Linked DNA regions of Zea mays: region 1 is linked to region 2. Evidence: chromatin contacts called from public Hi-C data. All regions are on one chromosome and are shown on one strand. Each heading gives the region's core, a stretch centred on a gene start, on an enhancer-like site or on the middle of the called end of the contact. The rest is flanking DNA. Distances are from core to core; before and after follow the strand shown.

Region 1 (5,633 bases), core at 548-3,047, 290 kb before region 2:
ACACGCGGCCCACGGCGGCCACCACGGCGCCCGCGTACTCCTCCAGGCTGTACGCCACCGACATGTCGGTCTGCGCCGAGTGGGTCCCGTCGTAGTCAATGCCGAGGCCGCCGCCGACGTCGATGACGCGCATGTCCGCGCCGAGGCGGGCGAGCTCGCAGTAGATCTGCGCGGCCTCGCCGACGCCGTCGGAGAGCAGGGCGGTGGTCGGGATCTGGGAGCCGATGTGGAAGTGCAGCAGCTGGAGGCAGTCGAGCATACCGATGGCCTTGAGCTTGGTGACCACGGACAGTATCTGCGCGGCGCTGAGGCCGAACTTGCCCTTCTCCCCGGACGTGGAGCCGAAGTGGCCGGCGTGCTTGGTGCGCAGCTTGGCGCGCATGCCGACGACGGGGCGCACGCCGAGGCGGCGGCTGGCCTCGACGACAATGTCGAGCTCCTCCTCCTGCTCGAGCACGATGACGGTGTTGAGGCCCATGGAGCGCGCCATGAGCGCGAGCGAGACGTAGCCGTCGTCCTTGTACCCGTTGCAGATGAGCAGGGCGTCCAGGCCGCCGCGCGCGGCGAGGCAGCTCATGGCGAGCAGCAGCTCGGGCTTGGAGCCGGCCTCGAGGCCGAACCCAAAGGGCGCGCCGAACTCCACAATGTCCTCGACGACGTACCTGTCCTGGTTGCACTTGACCGGGTACACGCCCTGGTACCTTGAGCCGTAGCCGGTGGAGCGGACGGCGTAGCCGAAGGCGGCGTTGAGCGTCTCGACGCGGTGGCGCAGGACGTCGGGGAAGCGCACGAGCAGCGGCAGCGGCAGGCCGAGCCCGCCTCCGGCGCGCGGGCCCGCGGCCTTGGCCACGACCTTGGCCAGGTCGATCTCCTGGCCCGGGAGAGTCGCGGCGCCGTGCGGGCGCACGGCCACGTCGCCGTCGTCGTTGACGAAGAAGTAGGGCGCGCCCCAGCCGTCCACGTTGTAGAGCGCCGCGGAGAGGTCGGCCGACCAGGGGGCGGCCTCGGCCGCGGCGGCGGGGCCCACCACGGGCGGGGCGGGGAAGCGCGCCGCGTCGCAGGACGCGAAGGCGTGCGCCACGGGTGTCGCGGCGTCGACGGCGAGCGCAGGCATCTCGTCAAACAAAACCGGAGAAGTCCACAGATGGAGAGAAAGATAGAGAGAGAAAAAAGGAGGTTAGCCTTTCTGTTTTTTTTTGGGCGGCGGGTAAATTTTCTGTTTTCGGTGGCGTTAGCTGGGTGCGGACGGAGGAAGAGAATCCGACGAACAGGGGGGAGTCGATTCGATTGGGATTTGGGATTAGCTACCGGCGGCGGGAAGAAGGAAGGAATCAAAATGACAGTATACGAAATAAGCTAGAAGAAAGATCAATCGATAAGAAGAGATGAATCGAAATCGAAGGGGGTCGAGATCGACCGTCCGGGATGCCAAAAGAGGAAGTTCTGGAAGGGGAGGTAGAAGAAGTCTAGGACGGGATTTTGGATCCTGTTGTGAGGGAGGGGGCTTTGAAAGCCGCCGAGGCCGGAGCCCCGGCTACCCCCGCAAACGGAGCAGGCGGTGGGGGCGCGCGCGGCGGGGAGGGTGTCGTCGCCGGAGGTGGAGCCCGGGCACCCCACGCCGGCGGTCAGGAGGAGTCGGGTGGGGGCGGGACGGCGGCGGCGGCTATCGGGCGGGGTGGCTCGCTCGCTCGCTTGCGGTGGGCTTTTGTTGACGAGGAGGGCGAGGCGGGCGGCGGCCAATCGGAGAACGGACGGACGGGACGGGAGGGCGAGATGCGGAATGGGCGACTGCGCGTCGTGACCGAGGCGAGGGTTACGGTGGGGCGCCGAGGCCTCTTTTATAGCGTCCGCTGCCTCCGGTGGGCCCGCTCACCCGCCAGGAGCGTCTCCCTTTTGTTTTCCAGTCCCTCGCTTGCCTTTTGTTGGTGGCGTGGTGGCTCTCTCTTTCTCGTGGCTCGTGGTCGTGGCTGGCTGGCTGGCGTGCAAGAACCTCTCTCACCACTAGTCACTCACCTCTCCCGCCCCCCCCCCCCCTGGTCCGTGGGGTAGGTGTGCGTTTGACCCCGACGGAACGGGCCCAGTCGTCAGCGGGCTGGGCTGGTTCAGGGAATGCTCGTCCGCTCGTGGCCTGGGATCACTCCCAGCCGCTGGCGCCCGGGTCCATGTGGCGTTACCGTTTCAGTGGCGGTTGTTGGGTTGGATGCTAGCGGGCGGCTACCTCGAGGTCACGCTCTTTGATCCCTCCCTTGTTCCGTGGTGGGTGGCTGCGGCCGCGAACGAGGGGGGCCGTAGGATCCGGCATCCGGCGGCGGGGAGTGGCCCCGCGGGCGCGAGATCGGACTTGTTCCTGGTTTTGTATGCAGTTTACTCATGCGCCCGCCCATCTGGGATTCGCTGCGGCACTGCTGGCTGCTGGCTGCTGGCTGCAGTGGGTGGACGGGGGCCGGGGCGCGGGCCGCGGGAGCACGACGACCGCGTGACTGAGGCGTGGGCGGCGGCAGGGATTCTGCTGCGTTTGACCGACGCGATGGGCCGGCCGTGCGCCCGGCCCACGCGAGTTTTTTTTTCCTGTGGATGGGCGAGGGAGGGGTAGGGGAAAATATGCGTGGCGTTCGTTTGCCCGTGCGAGGATGAAACATACACACCTATCACGCAGAAGGGGATAAGGTAAGGAGCTTCGAATTGCGGTTCCTCGCGCTATCATCTTTCTTGGATCGGCTACGAAAAGTAAAATACCATTGGCTGGCGGATAAGAGGACCTGAATTGTGCCGTGCGGGGGTTGAACGAGAGCGCTTGTGTGCATACAGTTCGTGCAATCCTGCATAGATAGACCCACGGATTGACTCTGGATCAAACAGACAGGGATAGTGTATCTGTGGTTGACTGGTCGTCGGCTATTATGTGTTTAGGTAACGTCGGCGATCTTCCGTCTATCTCAAGCATCATGGCGCACGAAACTTGTTACGTCTAGGATGGACAAACGGGAACATCAGCGGACGGACTAAATCTTTATAACAACCGCATGTGCTAACGTAGGTGAGTGTTTTGAAGAGCTCGTTTGAATGATCAACTCCAACAGACTTAGTCAGGTTTCGTAAATGTAACTAGGTTATTAGAAGGGAAAACGTCTCCAATTTATTCTATACATATACTCTTTAAATTTAGCGGCTCTTGCTATCCATCCTTGCACCTTCATTGTCTACTTTTGGATAGCCGACTTCACTCGTCATACAGAGTTTAAAGTCGATATTATATCCACATTATTTCCCTTTTGATTCTTTCATTTAGTCTCCTGTACACATAACATATTTACATGTCTTCTGGTCATTGTCTCAACTAACTATCGGAACCCACCTGTAAGCGGCCCTACATTCCAACTACATACAAGAATCCTAATTAGGTCAACTATCTTCCTTACCATTCCAACACATTGATGATGTGACGACCATTGCATGTTTTTCATTGCACTCGAACTCTGATGTAGTGTGTCACTAAGCAACTAGTGTCATGATCCTTTCTTGCTTGACACTGTGCCTAGATCGTGACCCAACGCGTGACCGAGGAGGTGTCGATCCGGTCGGTGGCCATTCAACACCATACCTGGGTTCCGATATGTCACATTGCTAAGAGGGTTACACACACAACAAATTCCTTCCACGTTTTGTCTCCATTAGAACGACTATGTTTAATGATGTTTCGTCGAGTCTATCATTCAACTTTTCTTTTATCATGGCTTGAGACCTTCCATATCGAGACAATATAGACAAAGTTATAAAAGTAAACAAGTAAATCTATACATCGTAGCTAATTTGGGAAAAGAAATTATAAAACCTAATTATTATATAATTAATCATGGTGTACTATGGTGAGAAAGCATTTCTATATATAAAAGTTAGGAGCAAAGCTCACAGGCCAAGCTATTCACGTCGTTGTTTTGATTTCAGGCATACGATCGACATCAACCAGCCTTAAATGCTCACACGATTTCGGGCACCCGGTCAACGCCGTGAAGACATCTGCACCCAGCACATGCTGCTGCAATAGCAACACTGGCCGCTCGATGCATTCATATGAAAGGAGAGAGAGAGAATAAAGAAATAAACACGCGAGTAAACAAAAAACCATCGTATTCCTTATCAACCAAACAACTGTTACTCTCTACGGCTAGTAAAAGCATGCAAGCGTTTGATTTTACAGGCTAAACTCATTGACATACTTACGGAGGTTCATTGAGAAAATGTGAAAGCCATCAGTAGTGGAGAACAAAGTCATTTTTCTCGAACCCCTCAAATAGCTCATGTGGACAAACAACAAAATCACGTCATGAAGTGATATGGTCTGTGACTATACAATAGTGCAAATCCAAAGATAGTATAGTGCAAATATAATATGTAAAATAAACATTTGTTTTATACCTTATATGTAAACATTTTCCATACAGAGCCAAGAGCGAAACTCATCGTTCAATATGTCCACATCATTATTTACTTTTAGCATCTATACGATCGACATCGAATAGACAAGGGCCCAAATTGAACGTACCATGACTCGTACCAATGCGGACGAGAAGGGGTGGGGGGTGGGGGAATAGGGATGCTCCTCTTAAGTGGAATTTGTGTGATAAAAATGCATGAGTGCTCAAGGAAAACATAGATGCTCATGTTGTAATATTGTTAGACTGAAATGTCCTTCTGCTACAAATAATCTTTTGTTCAGATCTTTCTTTCTTTATACGTATGTATTCGTATCGGTCCACCACTAGTGCAACGTGCGAGTACCAGTGAGTATAAATAAAAGGGGTGTTTGGTTTGTAGGATTAATTTGTAGTTACTGTATTTTGTTCCATTTTAGTTCCTTGTTCAAATAAGAAAACTAAAATAGAATTTAGTCCCTAAGAAAACTAAAATAGTCCCTAAATAACAAAATTACCCGTACAAGGCAAAGGACTGAAAAGCGCAGCACCAGTCAGCAACTAACGCCAGCCCGGTGCAGTACTAGTACCCCGGTCCATCCCGTCCGTCCGTGATTGGACGGCCTGGCGAGGGTCCACTTGCAAGGCAGGCCTCTCGTCCTTCGTACTAGCCTAGGTGAGGGGCCCTGCCAACCTCACGGGTCCGGTGGCGCAGTGACAAAGCCGCTCCTACGTCTTTCTCCGATCGAGAAAAAAAAGCGACCGCGCCGTCGTCTCGTCTCGTCTCGTCCGCTTCTGGAAGGCTGGCAGCGAATCCCGCATTCTCGTCTCGTCTCGTCTACGTCACGGAATCCGCACGGAGATCCGCGGCAGGACCGCGTCGGGACGCCGCGTGGCCGCAGCCACGGCCACGGCCACCCCTCCGGCCCTCCCCCCGCTCTCTCGCTCTCGCTCTCGCGCTGGCGTCCGTGGCCCGCCTCTCGAATGAAATCCGCTCCACTTTGTTGGTCGACGTGACGTGCCGACGAGGCGAGGCGAGGCCAGAGCAACGCCAAAGGGAAGGGGCGTGCGCAAGTACTGTACTGTACCGCGTCCGCCCTGACGTCACGCCCGGGCGGAAAACTGAAAACTTTGCCCTTTTTGATACAGCGGCGAACGCGTCCGGAAATATCGAGACGATGTCGTATATCGGATATCTATCCCGGCGGCGACCGACGAGGC
Region 2 (5,443 bases), core at 302-2,801:
TAGATATAGATTTGTACCCACTACTAGTATGGTCGCAGGCGGATATTGGTTGCAACCGCAGATATAGTTTCGGGGAAAAGGATTAGGCTCAGCTCCATCCCTAGACCCCACTTGTGTGTGGGGGGGGGGGGGGGTCTACCCTTCAAAAGGAAAAAAAACTACACACAGTGCATATAAGAAGATGAATATTCCAAAATTCAGCAGTCAAGAAGCCCTGATAAACTGTCTGGCATAGCTAGTACTTTATACACTTCAAGACCAAAAGAAATCACTAAGTACAGATTTTAGTGACTCGTAAGTACAGATATCATCTTACAAGGCCCAGCCCAGCGACCTATTACACAGCCCGCTCGGGCCCGCGACGTCGGGACACATCTTCTTCCCCCTTTTGGTGAAGCTCTGCTCGCAGCTGTCCGGCTCCTTGGACGTTCGTGTGGCAGATTCATCTGTTGTCTCGTCTCCTGTGCTTCCTGGGTAGCTTGTGTAGTGGAGCTGACATGGTCTGAGCAGGCTTAAAGGTTCTGTTTGGTTCAGCTTTTTTCTGACCAGCTTTTCTGAAAATCCGGCTGTGGGGAGAATCTGGCTGTGGGGAGAATCTGAGTATTATTACGATTACGTGTGGAGGAAGATAAAGTATTTCATAGGGCTCAGGATTTAGAAAGTGACAGATTCCTACTATTACAACGACTCAACCGATTATATGTTTATGTTGATTTTGGATGGTTTTTGCCCCCAACGAATTTTATAGAAGCTGGCTGAAAAGTGAGTGTTTGGCAGTCTGCAGCAGCTTTTGGTGGCCAGAAGCTGCTAGAAGCCGAAACAAACAGGGCCAAAATTTGCTCGTAGACGAGGAGTACCAGCACAGCACGTTGCGGATTTCTCTGCCTGTGAAGTGCAACGTCTAGGATTGTCACACGCCTTGGTCGCGTCGCGTCGATGCGGTGGTGAGCAGAGCAGCAACAGCTGGGCGGCCCAACGTTGGCTTCCGTGTCTTCGTCGTACGTACGCGCGCGCCGGGGACACGCAGCAGAGAGCGGAGAGCGAGCCGTGCACGGGGAGGTGGTGTGGAAGTGGAGCCGCGCGCCCGGCCGCCCGCGCCCGGTGGGCAACCCAAAAGTACCCACGACAAGCGAAGGCGCCAAAGCGATCCAAGCTCCGGAACGCAACAGCATGCGTCGCGTCGGAGAGCCAGCCACAAGCAGCCGAGAACCGAACCGGTGGGCGACGCGTCATGGGACGGACGCGGGCGACGCTTCCAAACGGGCCACGTACGCCGGCGTGTGCGTGCGTGCAGACGACAAGCCAAGGCGAGGCAGCCCCCGATCGGGAAAGCGTTTTGGGCGCGAGCGCTGGCGTGCGGGTCAGTCGCTGGTGCGCAGTGCCGGGGGGAACGGGTATCGTGGGGGGCGCGGGCGGAGGAGAGCGTGGCGAGGGCCGAGAGCAGCGCGCGGCCGGGTCACGCAACGCGCCCCACGTACTGCCCTCCCCCTCCGCGCGCGCTAGAAATACCGAGGCCTGGACCGGGGGGGGCCCCGTCACATCCATCCATCGACCGATCGATCGCCACAGCCAACACCACCCGCCGAGGCGACGCGACAGCCGCCAGGAGGAAGGAATAAACTCACTGCCAGCCAGTGAAGGGGGAGAAGTGTACTGCTCCGTCCACCAGTGCGCGCACCGCCCGGCAGGGCTGCTCATCTCGTCGACGACCAGGTTCCGTTCCGATCCTGTCCTTGAGTTTCGTCCAGATCCTGGCGTGTATCTACGTGTTTGATGATCCAGGTTCATCGAATCTAAATCTGTCCGTGCACATGTCTTCTCTCTCTCTGTCTGTCTGCTATGCAGTGGATTAATCGGCATGGCGGCTCTAGCCACGTCGCAGCTCGTCGCAACGCGCGCCGGCCTGGGCGTCCCGGACGCGTCCACGTTCCGCCGCGGCGCCGCGCAGGGCCTGAGGGGGGGCCGGACGGCGTCGGCGGCGGACACGCTCAGCATGCGGACCAGCGCGCGCGCGGCGCCCAGGCTCCAGCACCAGCAGCAGCAGCAGGCGCGCCGCGGGGCCAGGTTCCCGTCGCTCGTCGTGTGCGCCAGCGCCGGCATGAACGTCGTCTTCGTCGGCGCCGAGATGGCGCCGTGGAGCAAGACCGGCGGCCTCGGCGACGTCCTCGGCGGCCTGCCGCCGGCCATGGCCGTAAGCGCGCGCACCGAGACATGCATCCGTTGGATCGCGTCTTCTTCGTGCTCTTGCCGCGTGCATGATGCATGTGTTTCCTCCTGGCTCGTGTATGTGACTGACGTGTGTGTTCGGGCATGCAATGCATGCAGGCGAATGGGCACCGTGTCATGGTCGTCTCTCCCCGCTACGACCAGTACAAGGACGCCTGGGACACCAGCGTCGTGTCCGAGGTACGGCCACCGAGATCAGATTCAGATCACACATCACAGTCACACACACCGTCATATGAACCTTTCTCTGCTCTGATGCCTGCAGATCAAGATGGGAGACAGGTACGAGACGGTCAGGTTCTTCCACTGCTACAAGCGCGGAGTGGACCGCGTGTTCGTTGACCACCCACTGTTCCTGGAGAGGGTGAGATGAGATCTGATCACTCGATACGCAATTACCACCCCATTGTAAGCAGTTACAGTGAGCCTTTTTTTTTGCCCCCGCCTGGTCGCTGGTTTCAGGTTTGGGGAAAGACCGAGGAGAAGATCTACGGGCCTGACGCTGGAACGGACTACAGGGACAACCAGCTGCGGTTCAGCCTGCTATGCCAGGTCAGGATGGCTTGGTACTACAACTTCATATCATCTGTATGCAGCAGTATACACTGATGAGAAATGCATGCTGTTCTGCAGGCAGCACTTGAAGCTCCAAGGATCCTGAGCCTCAACAACAACCCATACTTCTCCGGACCATACGGTAAGAGTTGCAGTCTTCGTATATATATCTGTTGAGCTCGAGAATCTTCACAGGAAACGGCCCATCAGACGGACTGTCATTTTATACTGACTACTGCTGCTGCTCTTCGTCCATCCATCCATACAAGGGGAGGACGTCGTGTTCGTCTGCAACGACTGGCACACCGGCCCTCTCTCGTGCTACCTCAAGAGCAACTACCAGTCCCACGGCATCTACAGGGACGCAAAGGTTGCCTTCTCTGAACTGAACAACGCCGTCTTCGTTCTCCATGCTCGTATACCTCGTCTGGTGGTGGTGCTTCTCTGAGAAACTGAAACTGACTGCATGTCTGTCTGACCATCTTCACGTACTACCTACCAGACCGCTTTCTGCATCCACAACATCTCCTACCAGGGCCGGTTCGCCTTCTCCGACTACCCGGAGCTGAACCTCCCGGAGAGATTCAAGTCGTCCTTCGATTTCATCGACGGGTCTGTTTTCCTGCGTGCATGTGAACATTCATGAACGGTAACCCACAACTGTTCGCGTCCTGCTGGTTCATTATCTGACCTGGATTGCATTGCAGCTACGAGAAGCCCGTGGAAGGCCGGAAGATCAACTGGATGAAGGCCGGGATCCTCGAGGCCGACAGGGTCCTCACCGTCAGCCCCTACTACGCCGAGGAGCTCATCTCCGGCATCGCCAGGGGCTGCGAGCTCGACAACATCATGCGCCTCACCGGCATCACCGGCATCGTCAACGGCATGGACGTCAGCGAGTGGGACCCCAGCAGGGACAAGTACATCGCCGTGAAGTACGACGTGTCGACGGTGAGCTGGCTAGCTAGCTGATTCTGCTGCCTGGTCCTCCTGCTCATGCTGGTTCGGTTCTGACGCGGCAAGTGTACGTACGTGCGTGCGACGGTGGTGTGGTGTCCGGTTCAGGCCGTGGAGGCCAAGGCGCTGAACAAGGAGGCGCTGCAGGCGGAGGTCGGGCTCCCGGTGGACCGGAACATCCCGCTGGTGGCGTTCATCGGCAGGCTGGAAGAGCAGAAGGGACCCGACGTCATGGCGGCCGCCATCCCGCAGCTCATGGAGATGGTGGAGGACGTGCAGATCGTTCTGCTGGTACGTGTGCGCCGCCCGCCACCCGGCTACTACATGCGTGTATCGTTCTACTGGAACATACGTGTGAGCAACGCGATGGATAATGCTGCAGGGCACGGGCAAGAAGAAGTTCGAGCGCATGCTCATGAGCGCCGAGGAGAAGTTCCCAGGCAAGGTGCGCGCCGTGGTCAAGTTCAACGCGGCGCTGGCGCACCACATCATGGCCGGCGCCGACGTGCTCGCCGTCACCAGCCGCTTCGAGCCCTGCGGCCTCATCCAGCTGCAGGGGATGCGATACGGAACGGTACGAGAGAGAAAAAAAAACATCCTGAATCCTGACGAGAGGGACAGAGACAGATTGATTATGAATGCTTCATCGATTTGAATTGATTGATCGATGTCTCCCGCTGCGACTCTTGCAGCCCTGCGCCTGCGCGTCCACCGGTGGACTCGTCGACACCATCATCGAAGGCAAGACCGGGTTCCACATGGGCCGCCTCAGCGTCGACGTAAGCCTAGCTCTGCCATGATCTTTCTTCTTTCTGTATGTATGTATGTATGAATCAGCACCGCCGTTCTTGTTTCGTCGTCCTCTCTTCCCAGTGCAACGTCGTGGAGCCGGCGGACGTCAAGAAGGTGGCCACCACCTTGCAGCGCGCCATCAAGGTGGTCGGCACGCCGGCGTACGAGGAGATGGTGAGGAACTGCATGATCCAGGATCTCTCCTGGAAGGTACGTACGCCCGCCCCGCCAGAGCAGAGCGCCAAGATCGATCGACCGACCGACCACACGTACGCGCCTCGCTCCTGTCGCTGACCGTGGTTTAATTTGCGAAATGCGCAGGGCCCTGCCAAGAACTGGGAGAACGTGCTGCTCAGCCTCGGGGTCGCCGGCGGCGAGCCAGGGGTCGAAGGCGAGGAGATCGCGCCGCTCGCCAAGGAGAACGTGGCCGCGCCCTGAAGAGTTCGGCCTGCAGGCCCCCTGATCTCGCGCGTGGTGCAAACATGTTGGGACATCTTCTTATATATGCTGTTTCGTTTATGTGATATGGACAAGTATGTGTAGCTGCTTGCTTGTGCTAGTGTAATATAGTGTAGTGGTGGCCAGTGGCACAACCTAATAAGCGCATGAACTAATTGCTTGCGTGTGTAGTTAAGTACCGATCGGTAATTTTATATTGCGAGTAAATAAATGGACCTGTAGTGGTGGAGTAAATAATCCCTGCTGTTCGGTGTTCTTATCGCTTCTCGTATAGATGTTATATAGAGTACATTTTCTTTCTGAATCCTACGTTTTTCAAGTGTTTTTGAATTAATTCCTGTGAAATTTCTATATCATTCGTGTAAAATTTCTGGGTTCCAAAAAAGATCATAGCCTATCTTTGTGTATGCATGGACGGGTTTGGCTTTGACTAGGCTAAGAGCATGCACAACCT

What was found. Hi-C and Micro-C count contacts between places; a contact is called where the count stands out from the background.
Region 1: a Hi-C map of endosperm shows a contact between it and region 2, with 2.6 times the contacts expected there. The contact joins the promoter of LOC103638134 here to the promoter of LOC541854 in region 2. A contact is called at or near these places in 2 of 25 Hi-C or Micro-C datasets (ear and endosperm).

What each region holds. Positions count from the first base shown.
Region 1 is chr9:25,413,383-25,419,015 of Zm-B73-REFERENCE-NAM-5.0, reverse strand. It overlaps LOC103638134 (arginine decarboxylase 1), which reads right to left and starts at 1,797. Exons shown (of 1, transcript NM_001323076.1): 1 at 1-1,797. The coding sequence starts at 1,114.
Region 2 is chr9:25,126,668-25,132,110 of Zm-B73-REFERENCE-NAM-5.0, reverse strand. It overlaps LOC541854 (waxy 1), which reads left to right and starts at 1,551. Exons shown (of 14, transcript NM_001372008.1): 1 at 1,551-1,713; 2 at 1,846-2,191; 3 at 2,326-2,406; 4 at 2,492-2,590; 5 at 2,689-2,778; 6 at 2,860-2,923; 7 at 3,051-3,151; 8 at 3,284-3,393; 9 at 3,489-3,732; 10 at 3,847-4,029; 11 at 4,121-4,312; 12 at 4,431-4,517; 13 at 4,612-4,740; 14 at 4,852-5,226. The coding sequence starts at 1,859. The coding sequence ends at 4,968.